Regions from separate parts of the Mus musculus genome. Here region 2 is linked to region 1. Evidence: chromatin contacts called from public promoter capture Hi-C data. All regions are on one chromosome and are shown on one strand. Each heading gives the region's core, a stretch centred on a gene start, on an enhancer-like site or on the middle of the called end of the contact. The rest is flanking DNA. Distances are from core to core; before and after follow the strand shown.

What was found. Capture Hi-C pulls out chosen DNA fragments and counts their contacts.
Region 2: a contact with region 1 is called in a promoter capture Hi-C map of liver. The contact joins two enhancer-like sites. A contact is called at or near these places in 1 of 115 datasets of contacts at active chromatin or transcription factors (pancreatic cancer cells) and 4 of 9 other capture datasets (adipose tissue, embryonic stem cells, liver and 1 more).

What each region holds. Positions count from the first base shown.
Region 1 is chr17:31,440,353-31,448,001 of GRCm38.p6, forward strand. It overlaps Pde9a (phosphodiesterase 9A), which reads left to right. Exons shown (of 19, transcript NM_008804.4): 5 at 2,814-2,868; 6 at 3,486-3,556. Among named protein-coding and RNA genes, the nearest start is that of Gm9902, 9.1 kb to the left of the region's middle. Within about 2 kb of position 4,104, at least 18 of the 459 cell types and tissues checked have an H3K27ac peak or open chromatin away from gene starts, as enhancers often do. A contact at or near this core is called in liver, where this site is marked.
Region 2 is chr17:31,628,968-31,635,630 of GRCm38.p6, forward strand. Cbs (cystathionine beta-synthase) reads right to left here. Exons shown (of 17, transcript NM_144855.3): 2 at 3,861-4,187. The coding sequence starts at 4,060. Among named protein-coding and RNA genes, the nearest start is that of Cbs, 4.9 kb to the right of the region's middle. Within about 2 kb of position 2,399, at least 13 of the 459 cell types and tissues checked have an H3K27ac peak or open chromatin away from gene starts, as enhancers often do. A contact at or near this core is called in liver, where this site is marked.

The sequences.
Region 1 (7,649 bases), core at 2,854-5,353:
GCTGAGACCCTACAATACAATTCTTCACGATGTTGTGACCTCCAACTATAGAATTATCCCTTTGCTGCTTCCCAGCTGTAATTTCACTACTGTGATCTTAGGCGACCCCTGTGAAAGGGTCGTTAGTGACCCAGAAGTTGAGAACCACTGATTGATTGATTTGGGTTTTTGGTTTTTTGTTTTTATTGTGTCCAGTGAATAAACACTAGCAAATATATTTTAGGAAGGAAAAAAGGGAAAGGAGAGGAGGGGAGGGGAGGGGAGGGGAGGGGAGGGGAGGGGAGGAGAGGAGAGGAGAGGAGAGGAGAGGAGAGGAGAGGAGAGGAGAGGAGAGGAGAGGAGAGGAGAGGAGAGGAGAGGAGAGGAGAGGAGAGAAAGGGAAGAAGGGAGGGGAGAAGATAGGAAAGGGTAGAGAGGAAGGGAGGGTAGAAGAGGAAGGGAGGGGAGGGGAGAGGGGAGGGGAGAGGAGGGGAGGGGAGGAAAGGGGGGGGAAGGGGAGGCATAATGGCTGAAACCCGTGCTCCTATCATATGGGAGGCTGCAGTATAAAGATAGCCCAAGTCAGAGGCCAGCCTGGACTACTTAGCAAATCCTGCCAAAAGCAAGGTAGGAAGGGAACACAAAGCGCCCGGAAATAGATCAGACCAGGCCAGTGCTCCTGTCATGTTGAATGTCCATAGGAGGGGGTGTTACAACAGCTTGTTGTTGAAGACGCACGGAGATGGAGTGTGGTGTCCGCACACGGAAGCATCTTCCGGGGTTCACATAGCAGGCTATACCATCCAGCCCCAACCGCAGAACTTCCTTAAGGGACTCCATGCCATCTGCATGTGCCAGCACAGTGTCGCCTAGCCCTGTGCTGCTTGAAATGGTATTCTCACGGCTGATGACCGGACTTGCTAATTTTGGAGTTTTTAGGGTCATGAGCCTGGTGACGATCGATGTACCTTCATGGCAGGTTCTTGCTATGGGGCACCGATGCAACCCAGTCTCCGCAGTAGACTAAGACAGCAGTTAGACACGGGAGGACATGCACGGCACCCCTGCATTCCCGTGAAGCCCATGAGCCGGCATCTGCTTAGATCAGGACAGAGGTGGCCTGGGGAGGGGCGGCGACTAAGGGAGCCCAAGGAGACTTCTGGTGCCGATCATGTTCTGTTCCTTAGACTGAAGGTGACCAAGATGTGAGGGGGAAAACACTTCTTTCTCATTGTAAAATTAATATATACGTTCGTGGTAGAAAATAAGGGTTCTCTGAGACATCAAAAATAGCAAAATGGAATCTCATAAACAAAAGATAACTATTGTTAGTGTTCTGGAAGTTTCCCTCCCAACATGTTTGAAAAAAATGGAAGCTTTCTATGTTACTTTTCAAAGATCATTTGAATGAAGCTTTTAAGGTTTGTTTAATGTGTATGTGCTTGTCTCTGTACTGTGTACCTGCCTCATACCTGTGGAGATCAGAAGGGGCATGCGATCCCCTGGGACTGGAGGTTTGTGTAGCTGGTTGACTGTGGGCCTCTGTGTGGTGCTAAGAATCAGACCCTGGTCCTCTGCGGGAACAGCAAGTGTTCCTAACCTCCGAAAGATTTCTTTAGCCCCTAAAAACCGCTTTTTAAGTCTAATAACAGATGTTAACTTCTTCTGTTGGTTTTTGTTTTGTTTTGTTTTGTTTTTAGAGTCAAGGTCTTGCTATGTCATCCTGGCTGGCTTATCATGGGTAGATCCTCCTGCCTCTGCCTCTAGACATGAACATTTTAAAATAATTATTTAAAATAATTATTTAGTTTTTCCCTCTCCTTTCCATTTTAGACAGGATCTTGTTATGCAGTTAAAGCTAACCTTAAACTTGCTCTTCTCACCCACCTGGCCTGCTAACTCCTGCCCCACTCTCCCTGGGATTTAAAGGTGTGCTGAGCTGGATTTATTATCAATAGTAGAATATGAGTCTACAATGCACACACATCTTATTTAATTTAACAAATCCTGAGGCCACAAGATGGCTTGGTAGTTAAAGGCACTTGCCAACAAGCCTAGAGACCTGAGTTTGGTTGCCAAAATCCACATAGCAAAAGGAGAGACCAGACTCCTACAAGTTGGTTTGCTCCGTTTTGGTTGCTGGTGAGAGTTAAGCGTCAGGCCAACAAAGAAGAGTCTATGAATTCCTTTCTAGAGTCTCTGAGTTTGGGGGCCATGAACAAATGCTTAGCTGGGACACGAAGGTCTCCCCTTCCCAAGAGCACAGATAGAATCACTTCAAAGGGTGATGTCATGACCGTCTGCAAGTCCCAGAACTGGGCTGGTCAGGAAATAGGAAAGAGACAAGTTATGATCAGCCTGGGACCTGAACCTTGTAAAACCAACCACCCAGCCCAGTTTTACAGGGCTAGCCAGAAGAGGCCAGGCCTGCTCCACCCAGCCCGCTTCCTCTCTGCAGGCCCATCCTGAGAACACCATGTTTTCACTCACTGGCGCATTGACCCCACTCTGCCATGCTAATAGTCCCCATAAAACGAGCACCGTGAGAACGCTGCCCATATTTAGAGCCCCCGAAGCCTGCCTGCCTTATCTAGCTGTAGCAGTGTCTGGAGAACATCAGCCCTGGGGCCACTGGCCATGGACCAGGACAAGCAGGCAGCAGAGAAGAGGAGAAACCGGTACCCAGGGAGGCCCTGCTACCTGTGATGGACAGCCCAAACATCCTTCCACAGTAGCACCTGTGGCTCACACAGGGATAGTAGTACCCTTAGCCACCTGCCTGTCTCCACGGCTGTCCTGCCAGCCTCAATTGGTTTCTCTTCTTCGGTTTGTAGAACGAGAAGAACTTATCCAGGGCGTGCTGGCCCAGGTGGCGGAACAATTTTCCAGGTACCGTATGCTCTCTGTACATCCTTTCCAGACTCACGGGAGCTGGCCCTTAGCCAGTCAGCCCTCTGTAGTTTCTGTAGCCAGCCTAGCAAACCTTCACCATATCCCCAAAACCCTGTCCAATGGCCGCTTGTAGAACATGAGTTCTGGAGGTGGCGAATACATCCCCCTTCATTCTTCTAAGGCTCAGAGCTATCTACAAAACACCCTTCTACCAAGGGGTGTTTCCCACTGAGATGCTGTCATGTGAGTGGATGGCTTCCCTTTAGTTTGCCAACACCCTAGAATTCCGTTGTCAGTTTCCCAAAGTGACTTCTGTATGGTATGTTCTTGTCACTTAGAACCAAATGATTGAACCACCATGGGGCATCGCACCCCACAGCTGCCCTTACTGGGCAGGGCAGGGCATAGGCATGGGTCAACCCAGCTTAAGTCTACTCTGAGAGCCCAGGACAGAGTAGTAATAACACCAGACATTATTCGTTCTTTAAAAGCACCTCCTGCTGTCTTGGTCCCCTCCCCAGGCTCCCTGGAGACCTCACCCCAGGCAGGGACCTATAAACATTTGCTGGTCTGGGTCTTGTGTTTTATCTTTTTTCCCTGCTTTTTGCCCCCAGAGCGTTTAAGATCAACGAGCTGAAAGCCGAAGTTGCAAATCACCTGGCCGTGCTGGAGAAACGGGTGGAATGTGAGTGGAGTTGTTATTGTTGTTGTTGTTGTTGTTTTTCCTTTCTGCTTATGTTGTCTTTTAACCTCTGTTGGAATCAGCCACTTAGAACAGTGAGCAGTTCGTTGCTGAAGGCAAATGCGAGCTTTCTGTGTGCCACTCTGATTTGACAGAGGCTGGCCAAGGGCAGATCTCAGCACACGTTTCTGTTAAAGCACCGCTTGTATGAAGCTTTGTGCACCGAACACAACCCATAAACCCCAACGGCCTCTGTCTGGCCCGGTAGAAGCTCTGCCAGGGCTGTAGCTCTTGTTCCTCTCTCCATGAGGCAGGAGGGGGGGAGGGGCGGGGGTCTTCTCTTCTCTTCACACGGCTGTGCAGCTTGCTTCTGCAGAGTGTGGAAGAGGTGACATTTTGGTCCCAGTTTCTGACCACTACAAGCAAGAGAGAGTCAAGTCCAGTTTCCATTCCATTTCCAAAGAGCCAGCCAGGTTTGGGGAGGGAAATAGCTTCAAGTCACCTCATCCGCCGTGACAGGATCGATGAAGGATCGATGCTTCTGCTCCACAGGCCCATGGAGCCCGTGTTGCACCCTCGGCTTCACAGCCAGGTTCTCTGTCACTGTCAGGCTCAGTCTGGTGATAACTGGGCACCTGATTTGTTAGCTTGGGCTGAGTAAACAAAATTTAAACAGGAGACCAGCACCCCTGAAACATATGTGACTGACTCTGTTCATAAGACAAAATGCTGCTTTTTTGTGGGGGGATTTTTTTTAATTGCTTCTCATTAAAAAAAAAAAAATTCTATCATACAAGACCTGGCTCTTCGGAATAAGCTGGTACACGTTTCCCACCGTCCTGTGTGTACCTCTCAGCATGCATTGGCTTTCCCCAAGTCAGCTGGTCTTTGGGTCCTCAAGACTATCTTGTCCCACCTGGGGATGGTGAGGAGCCACAGAAAAGTTAGTGACCGCTCCAGCAAAGGACGGCACACAGGAGGCATGTGTAAGTCACAGCAGTGCCCACTCCAACGTGCTGGAAGCTGACCGCTCCAGCTTGGGAAGTGTCAGCAAGGCTGGTTCCTCTGGGATCTGAGGGAGAGTCCGTTCTAACCTGACTTCCGTTAGTCCTTCCCACTCCCTAGCTAGTATGGCTGCCGCCTGATCCTGTCGTCCATGCCCTGTCTGTTTCTTGTAAGGACACTGCCATTTGAATCAAGGATGTTCCCATTGCAAGTTCTTTACCTAATATCTGCCAAGGATCTTTTGTTTAAATCAAGTGGTAGTCTCAGGATCCTGGCCCTGGGTGGCTGGGCAGGCTGCCAGGAAGACACCTTGAGTCACTGTTCCATATAGACACACAACCAGGCACAAACATATACACAAAGACATGGATAGACACACTGGAAAGCATGTGTGCACACGCAGGCCCATCTGGGTGTCATTAACTGTTATCTGTGTCTCAGGGTTAGGGACATCCAGCTGTAAACCCCCACACCACACTGACCTTGTAGTGAACGGAATTTCCTGCTTGCTCTTTGACCTTAAACCAAATACACGTTTCTCCTCTGTGACTGTCAGCACTTTTTCCCCCCGTTCTGTGTAAATGTTTAGCTTTTAAGGAGTCTGGGATTACTGGAGGGTCAAAGGTGATTTCATAACCATGGAACAGCCTGGCCCTTGCCTCCTATCCTGCCTGGAGCTATTCACTTCCTTCCTGGTATGTTGTGGTGGGGACACAGGGCATCCCTGCTCCATCTACTCTTTGTACTCGTGCCCTGGACCGACACCAAGACTTAAACACCAGTGTGGACCGCAGCCAGAGCTGATGCCAGAAGACAGAGGTACCAGGGTACGCAAACAATCCAGAATTTCCATACTGAACTGAATTGGAACCAGTCTTTCGGTGTCACTCAGGAACTGTGCCTGAGGCAAACTTTAAGAGCAGTCCCAGGAGAAAGCATTGAAAAGCAGCTCTCTATTCCCTCTTGGAGTGAAGTCCATCCCTTAGCTTTGCAGATAGGAGAGAGAGAGAGAAAGAGAGAGAGAGAGAGAGAGAGAGAGAGAGAGAGAGAGAGAGAGAGAGAGAGAGTATGTCCACAGTTCCTGTGAGTTCTTAGTGTTGAAGAAGGTAAAATTGTTTTCCACAGAGCCAACATCTCCCTTAGGAATTTACTCTTAAATAATTTTTATGGGGAGGCAACAAAGTACAGAAGCCCACAGAAACCCCTTCTGAAGTTGGAGCTGGAGAGGCAGCCCCACGATTAAGAACACTGGCTGCAGTTCCAGAGGACCTGGGTTTGATTTCCAGACACCCATCCACGTAGCTCATAACTCTCTGTAACTCCAGTTCCAGGGGGACTCCATCACCCTCTCGGTCCTCTGCAGGCATTTCCCCTCTTCTGAAGTCCACATGCATTTCCCATGATTCCAAAGTAGGTAACTCTGCAGGCCAGCATGTCAGAAGGCCTATGTAGGCTGTGTCACCAGGGTACTGGCCATGGAAAATGGTTCAGGGCGACTCCTACTTTAGCTTGGAATATCTGTGCCTACCTGTAGGTCAAACTTAGAGGGACAGGGGACCTGTCTTAGCTAGGGTTTTCCTTTTTTTTTTTTTTTTTTTCCGAGACAGGACTTCTCTGTATAGCCTCGGCTGTCCTGGAACTCACTCTGTAGACCAGGCTGGCCTCGAACTCAGAAATCCGCCTGCCTCTGCCTAGGATTAAAGGCATGCACCACCACAGCCTGGCAAGGCAACTCTTAAAAGGACAACATTTAATTGGGGCTGACTTACAGGTTCAGAGGTTCAGTCCATTATCATCCAGGTGGGAGCAAGGCAGCATCCAGGCAGGCATGGTATAAGAGGAGCTGAGAATTCTACATCTTCATCTGAAGACTGCCAGGAGAAGAGTGGCTTCCAGGCAGCTAGGACAAGGGTTTCATTGCCCACCCCCATCCTCACCCTACCCCCATGGTTAGGAGGAGGGTCTTAAAGCTCACGCCCAAAGTGACACACCTCCAAATAGTTCCATTCCCTGAGCCAAGCATATTCAAACCACCATAGGACCCTAATGGATGAAACTTGGGTCAGGCCATGAGTCCAATGGTCTGTGAAGACATCACAGTATGGAGCACATGGCTTCCTTCTACAGGATCTGATAGTAGGAGGACTGAAGGGGGCCTGCGATGAACAACAGAACACCAGGTCACACCTCTAATCCCAGCCACTTACAAACCAAGACAGGAAGATTGTGCGTTAGAGCCAGGCTGTGGTCTCTCACATACATGCCAAGTGGAGTCTGCCACACGTCTCCTAGGATCTGTTGGCCTTCCTCCATGCTCTGCCTTTTAAACATTGATGATTGATTGATTGAGCTGCAGCTTGCTCTGCTTGTCTATCTGCCTCATGTTCCGACCATGTCCCAGAGGCAAGCCTTCAACCTGCAAAGAAACACAACCAGGTTTACACAAGACCGTGGCAGCCATATTGAACTCATCGCTACGGAACGAAGGGTGCTTGAGTGATGCCCTCGGAAGAATGTCCAGTGGCCTTCAACAGCTTCTTTGGGTGCCAGTGATACAAGAAAGCATGAAGAACCCCACTTAAAAGAAAGGGTGACCAAGTGGGTGACCAAACCTGCCTAGCCTCTGTGTTCCCCACAGCTGCTACCTAGACTTGTTCCCAGGCTGCCACCACCCTGTCCCCAGACACTGATGCCAAAGACCTTCATTTTGGTCTGCACATACCAGCCTTGTATGGGACAGGCAGAAGCTTCTCTGGCCCAGAAACAAGTCACCCGGACCAGGGCTGACCGTTTCCCTTTGTGCAGAAGAGACGGTGTCCCTATGAAACCCTATCCCAGGTTGGCCACTGCCTTGGACAGTTCTGGAGAACCCAGAAGGAGGCTGAGTCACACCAGGTTGCCTTTGCACATGCACCCAATCTGCAGTTCCTCTTCTTGGGTTAGAGGCATTGTCAGGAACCCGCTAAGTCCCCAAATGGCTGTTTTCCTTTAGAAAGGGTCACGCTGTGTTTTTAGCAATTATTGGCAGGAAGGGGAATAGCTCACACCATGGGTAGTGTCCTTTGGCAGGAAACTGAGGTGCAGTCATAAA
Region 2 (6,663 bases), core at 1,149-3,648, 190 kb after region 1:
TTGTGTTTTCAGCCTCTGTTCACTCCAGATGAGACTATCTTAGGGACACCCATTGCCATCCACTTGTGCTGTCTCCCACCGCTAGGGATCCCACCATCTCCTCCTCCTCTCGCTCAAATGTCACTCTTCCTCGACTTTCAACCTTGTCACCATATGATTGATGAGTGATGTAGACTATCCATACATCATCCGCAACCCCCCCCCCCGGCCCCCAATAATGACTTGGCCTTGCTAATCTGTCAGAAGGAACATGTAGAGATAAAGGTCAAAACTCTGCTTGTGGGCTGGAGAGATGGCTCAGTGGTTAAGAACACTGACTGCTCTTCCAGAGGTCCTGAGTTCAATTCCTAGCAACCACATGGTGGTTCACAACTATCTGTAATGGGATATTATGTCCTCTCTGGTGTGTCTGAAGAGAGCTATAGTGTACTCATATACATTAAATAAATAAATAAATCTTTTTAAAAAAGAAACAAACAAATTCCGATTGTTCTAATAACAGGTGTGACTGCTTGGAATCTGGGTCCTGGTGACATAATGACATCTTACATTGACATGAGGGGCCTAATGCTCATGACCCCAGGCCAGGCCTCACCCTATGGTTACGTCACCTTCAGCTAACTCCTAATGAGCTGTGCTACCTGAAGGAATGGCTACTCTCAAGAAAGACGTGTCATGGGCAGGAGAGATGGCTCAGATCTGATGCCCTCTTCTGGGGGTGTCTGAAGACAGCTACAGTGTACTTACATATAATAATAATAATAATAATAATAGACACAAAAGTCGCAAAAGGCATTTTAAAAAAAGAAAGAAAGACGTGCTATAAAATTACTTAAGGAGATAGTGGCATTCTGTCTACATATGCAAATGCAGAACCAGCATAGAGGGCCCCTGAGTTTATAAATGCTCGGCCCAGGGAGTGGCACTCTTAGGAGGTGTGGCCCGGTTGGGCATGGGCTTTAAGACCCTCATCCCAGCTGCCTGTAAGTCAGTCTTTTCCTAGCAGCCTTCAGAAGATGTAGAACTCTTAAGTCCTCCTGTACCAAGCCTGCCTGGATGCTACCAAGTCCCTGCCTTGATGATAATGATCTAAACCTCTGAACCTGTAAGCCAACCCCAGTTAAATGTTGTCCTTATAAGAGTTGCCTTGGATGCCGGGCAGTGGTGGCGCACACCTTTAATCCTAGCACTTGGGAGGCAGAGGCAGGTGGATTTCTGAATTCGAGGCCAGCCTGGTCTACAGAGAGAGCTATACAGAGAAACCCTGTCTTGAAATACAAAAACAAAACAAACAAACAAACAAACATAAAGTTGCCTTGGTCATGGTGTCTGTTCACAGTAGTAAAACCCTAACCAAGGCATGATGTAACTTCTCCCTAATTTACAGGGGAACTCTCGGCAGGCAAAATGGTACACTGTAATTCCAGCCCTTAGGACACAGAGACTGGAGAATCTGGTTTCCAGGTCATTCTTGCTACATAGTAAGTTTGAAGCTAGCCCGGGGATACATTGAGTCCCTGCCTGGAACATCCCTACCCAGATCTTGCTCCCTCTCAGCCTCACGGTCTCTCTCTGGGAATTCACCTGCTACAGATAACACATCTTAGTAAATTCTGTCTTCTTCTCTTTTGATCCCTGGTAAATTCTTTGATTGCTCATGCTGCCAGTCTTCAGGATGCTATTTCCCACAACAGCAAGCCACTGTCTCAAACTACAAACAGCCAGGCATGGTACCATATGCCTGTAATCCTAGTACTTGGGGAGGCTGAGGCAGGAGGATTGCTCTAAGTTCATGACCCAGGCCAATCTAGGGTCTAAAACAAGATCTCACCTCAATAACAAACAAACCCTGACTTGGAGACAATAGACCCAGCCTATCTTGCTTGGAAAATTTAACCCTCTGATCCCTCAGACTCCAGAATACCCCAATTGCTTTCCATTCAGGTCTCTGAATAACTGAAGTGCCTCCCTCGCAGGGGTAGGTCCTCGGGTATCATGCTCCCAGAGTCCCCAGAAGCCTGGCATTATTGGGCCAGCAAGGCAGAAGTGATGCCAAGAAACAAAAGGCCCAGGGCTACAAGCCTGTGACAGGTCAAGCTTGTGGCTGCAGGGCTGCTCTGCAGCATTTCAATGATAGCACAGTGTCACCAGTACGGTTTCCAGAGCAGTCTCTCCATGGCTCTCTATCCGCAGGCTCCAGAGTGGCTGCACACCCACACACTCCCATCCTGGGTTGAACTCATCAACCCTGCTTAGGGATCTGCGCCCCACAGCAAGACTTCAAGGTTTTGCCAGGATGCTGGTCCCTGGCTTCCTGCCTTCCCTGCCCTAGGCTTCTCACACTGGAGCCAAACTGATGAAATAGAAGCCTCGGTCACCTTTGGCCCCCGGTCAGGGGAGGAGTTAAGAACCTGAAGTGCCAGGGTGGAAGGAGAAGCTGTCTGAGCCCCCCCCCCCCCACCACCACCACCACCACCAACAGGCAGCAACAAGTTGGACTCAACCAGGTCTTCCAGAGAGGCAGAGTCACATCCTGGGGAAGAGCTGGACGAATTCCCTTCCCTGCTGTCCTTGGTTGGACTCAGGAAAGTGAGGATAGGCTGAGCCAAGGCCAAGATCGCTTGACCTGAACCCCAGGGAGGCCAGGCAGGGACAGCTTTAGGATACAGGGTCAGGTGTGCTCACTCTGAAAGTTATCAGGTGTTTGTTCAGGTGATGGTTCTAATCAACTGCCCGTACTTTGCCAGCACAGAAGGGCAGCTCTACGGGACCTCAGAAACCCCATTTCCTCGACAGAGCTGCCTGAAGCCTACCTGTTCCTCACTCTACAGCCACCAACCACATCAAGAGCCTCTGGAAGTGGCTGGTTTGTCTTGCCCTCATCAACCCGTCCCATCTTTCCTTGTGTCCATATCTGCCCCCATACCAGTGCCCTGAGCCAGCGCCTCCCCATGGAGTGCAGGAGCCTTCCCTAGGGGTCCCTCTCTGTGCTTCCAATGACTTCTACCAAAGCAGGGCTGATCAGCTGAGGACAAACCTGCCCTTAAGGCTGATGTGTGTAGCATGCACACATCTTTGAACAAGCAGTTCCCAGGCTCTTGGGAGCCCTTGGGGGGTGTGGTGGGGGTGGGGTGGAGCCACAGGGCTCTTACCCCCTGCTGTGTCGTCCTGGCAAGAATTCATCTGAGTGCTCCCACCTGTCTCCAGACTTCTCTGAACCAATAACAGTAAATGCTAGTGGCCACGCACAGGGAACCGGACTTCAAGGATGTAAAACACAAATGCTTTCACCTACTTGTTTGATCTTGAAGACATTAGACTAAGGCAATGAAGACAATCCTAAAAGCTTTTTACAACAGGGTGGGAACGTGCAGGGCTCCAACCTGGGTGCTTTAGAACAGGGTGGGACACTGTGCATGTTCCTAAGCCAACTACCGACTGAATGTACATGGAATGGCTTCTATAGCGTGGTGGTGCATGCCTTAAATCTCAGCACTTGGGAGGCAGAGGCAGATGGATTTCTGAGTTCAAGACCAGCCTGGTCTACACAGTGAGTTCCAGGACAGCCAGGGCTACGCAGAGAAACCCTGTCTCAACACACCCCCCCCCCAAAAAAAGGGGGGATGGTTCCTATTATCTATCAGTGCTAAGGACAGTCTTTGCCCAACCATAAAAGAAGCCCACCAGAGCCAAACACCAGTATATGTAAGCTGCAGTACCAAAGAATCACCTTTCTTAGCTTTGCCTTCACAGTTGCTACCCCTGCCCCGCCCCCACAGTAATTATAGGTATGGCCTCCACACCCCTCCCCCACCCAAGGAAATAAACCCACCATCTTGGGATCATAGACAGAGACTTACAGCACTGTGTGATAATGTGGGGAGTCCGCCATGGCCCTGCCCAGCTGCCAGGTACATCTGCTTGGGGTATCAGGCCGGATCCAGACTCGATCCTTGTCCCCTGAGGGGCCCTTCTCCAGTTGTCTCTTTTCTGAGTGCATGTCCAAGTGCTGGAAGCCCCCAGCAGAGCCATCTTCACACTGGGATGTCCCTGAAGGCATGCTGGGATTTTCAGAGGGAGCGAAGACCTGTCGTGTTAAGTCGTTGGCTCTTGAGTCCCCTCTGGGAGTGTTGGCTCCACTCAAACAAACTCAGCAAGGATGGGAGAAAAGGAGCAGGTTCCAGCTGCTGTGGGAAATGGTTTGGGTTCCTTTCAGAAGGTTAAACATAAACTACCATCTGACGCAGCAATTGAATCCCAAGGCAGAGATCCAAAACACACAAAAATGGATGTTTACAATGCCCATTCTCATGGCTGTCTCAGCCAAAAGGTGACTATTATCCTAAGTCACTGATGAATGGAGGTACAAAAATGTGTCCCGTCCATGCGACAGAATACTATCCAGCCACAAAGAGAAACAGATGGACTAGCAAGATTTTGCTGAAAGGACCCAGATATAGCTCTCTCTTGTGAGACTATGCCAGGGCCTAGAAAACACAGAAGTGGATGATCACAGTCAGCTATTGGATGGATCACACGGCCCCCAATGGAGGAGCTAGAGAAATTACCCAAGGAGCTAAAGGGAACTGCAACCCTATAGGTGGAACAACAATATGAACTAACCAGTACCCGAGAGCTCTTGTCTTTAGCTGCATATGTATCAAAAGATGGCCTAGTCGGCCATCACTGCAAATAGAGGCCCATTGGACTTGCAAACTTTATATGCCCCAGTACAGGGGAACGCCAGGGCCAAAAAGGGGGAGTGGGTGGGTAAGGGATTGGGGGGGGTGGGTATGGGGGACCTTTGGGATAGCATTGAAAATGTAAACGAGGAAAATACCTAATTAAAAAAAAAAACCATGTATTTTCATAACTCAAAAAAAAAAAAAAAAGAGAGAAACAGATGGGGGCTGTAGAGATGGCTCAGCAATCGAAAGTGCTCGCTTTACAATCATGAGCACTGGAGATCTGTACTCAGACATACACACAGATAAATCAACCTTTTTTTTAAGGGATGGACAGAGTGTTCAATGAAAGGAGCCAATCATACCTGAGATGTCATTTATACAAAGTGCACAGAATAATCAACTGTCCTATGTTTTCACATCCGTGAGGGACCCAGAACAGGTAAGCCAATAGGAATACAGTGAGAGGACACTGAAGAAAGGCAGGAGAGATGGTTGTGTTTTATCAAAAAAGAAGCCAGAGATATGTTTGGTAGAGGCACGGTATGATGTGGGGGAAGAGGGTGCCTCTGCGAGCCCATGCTGAGGCATCCCTTCCCCCTGAGGGACCAGCCACATGATGGTATAGTATAGAATAGAGTTTATTTAGGGTATAGGGAGGGGACTTGAGGGGGTAGTAAAGACAAAGAAGGGAGGGGAGAAAGTAGAGGAGTAGAGGCCAGCCATGAGCACATGGGGGGGGGGAAGGGGAAGGAGGGGGTAGAGAGGGAAGAGAAGAGCAAGAGAAAGGAGGGGCCCCAGCAGCTCCTTTTATAGTGAGTCAGGCACACCTGGCTGTTGTCAGGTAAGGTGGGGTGGAGCCTAGATAAAATGCCAACAGAGACAGTAATTGTTGAATGCACAGGGACTTTGGAGATGATGAAAAAACATGAGTCTGGGGGCTGGTGAGATGGCTCAGCAGGTAAGAACACCAACTGCTCTTCCGAAGGTCCTGAGTTGAAATCCCAGCAACCACATGGTGGCTCACAACTATCCTTAACGAGATCTGACTCCTCTTCTGGAGTGTCTGAAGACAGCTACAGTGTACTTACATATAATAAATAAATAAATAAATAAATAAATAAATAAATAAATAAATCTTTAAAAAATATGAGTCTGGTCCTATTTTTCATTCTGTAGTTGTGATTAAAACAACAATAACAACAACAACAAACATACTGACCAAAAGCAACTGCGGGGAGAAAGGATTTATTTCAATTACAGTTCCAGGAAGTGAGGGAAGGAACTGTAGCTCAGGAAGGCAGCTGGTCACATTGTTTCCACAGTTAACACCAAGAGAAAGAAAGGAACCCATGCTGCCTCCTCTGTCTAGCCTTCCCCGAGCTTACACTGTTCAGGACTCCCTGCCTAGAGAAGAGTGCAGCCCACAGGACTGGCTACTTCCGCATCAATTAATGAGCAAGTCAATTTTCTACAGACATGGCCCCCGGGCCAATGAGATCTAGGCAGTCTGTCTGTTGAGACCCCTTCTCGGATGATTCTAACCTGTGTCGAAGTGACATTTAACACAAGCCAAAGCCTTGTATAGACAACAGAAGTTGCACAATTCTGTGGACAAAGTGGAAAGGCACCCCCTCCATGTTGGCCATTTTTGCACATCAGACTAAATTGCAGATTAAAGTTATTTAGCGGTTGGATGTGTAGCTTGGTGGGAGGAGATATGGCAGTTGTCAAGTGCCAGGCCCAGTGCCAAGAAAAAAATGTGTGTGCACACAACATGTACACATTTTCTTGTTATTCCATGAAGAATGAGGCATCACAGCTTGAAAAAAATTTTATTTTAAAGCTGGGTGTCATTGTGCATACCTTTAATCCCAGCCTAGGAGGCAGAGGCAGGTGACTCTTTATGAGTTCAAGGCCAGCTTAGTCTACCTAGTAAGTTCCAGGACAGCCAGGGCTATGTAGAGATCCTGTCTCA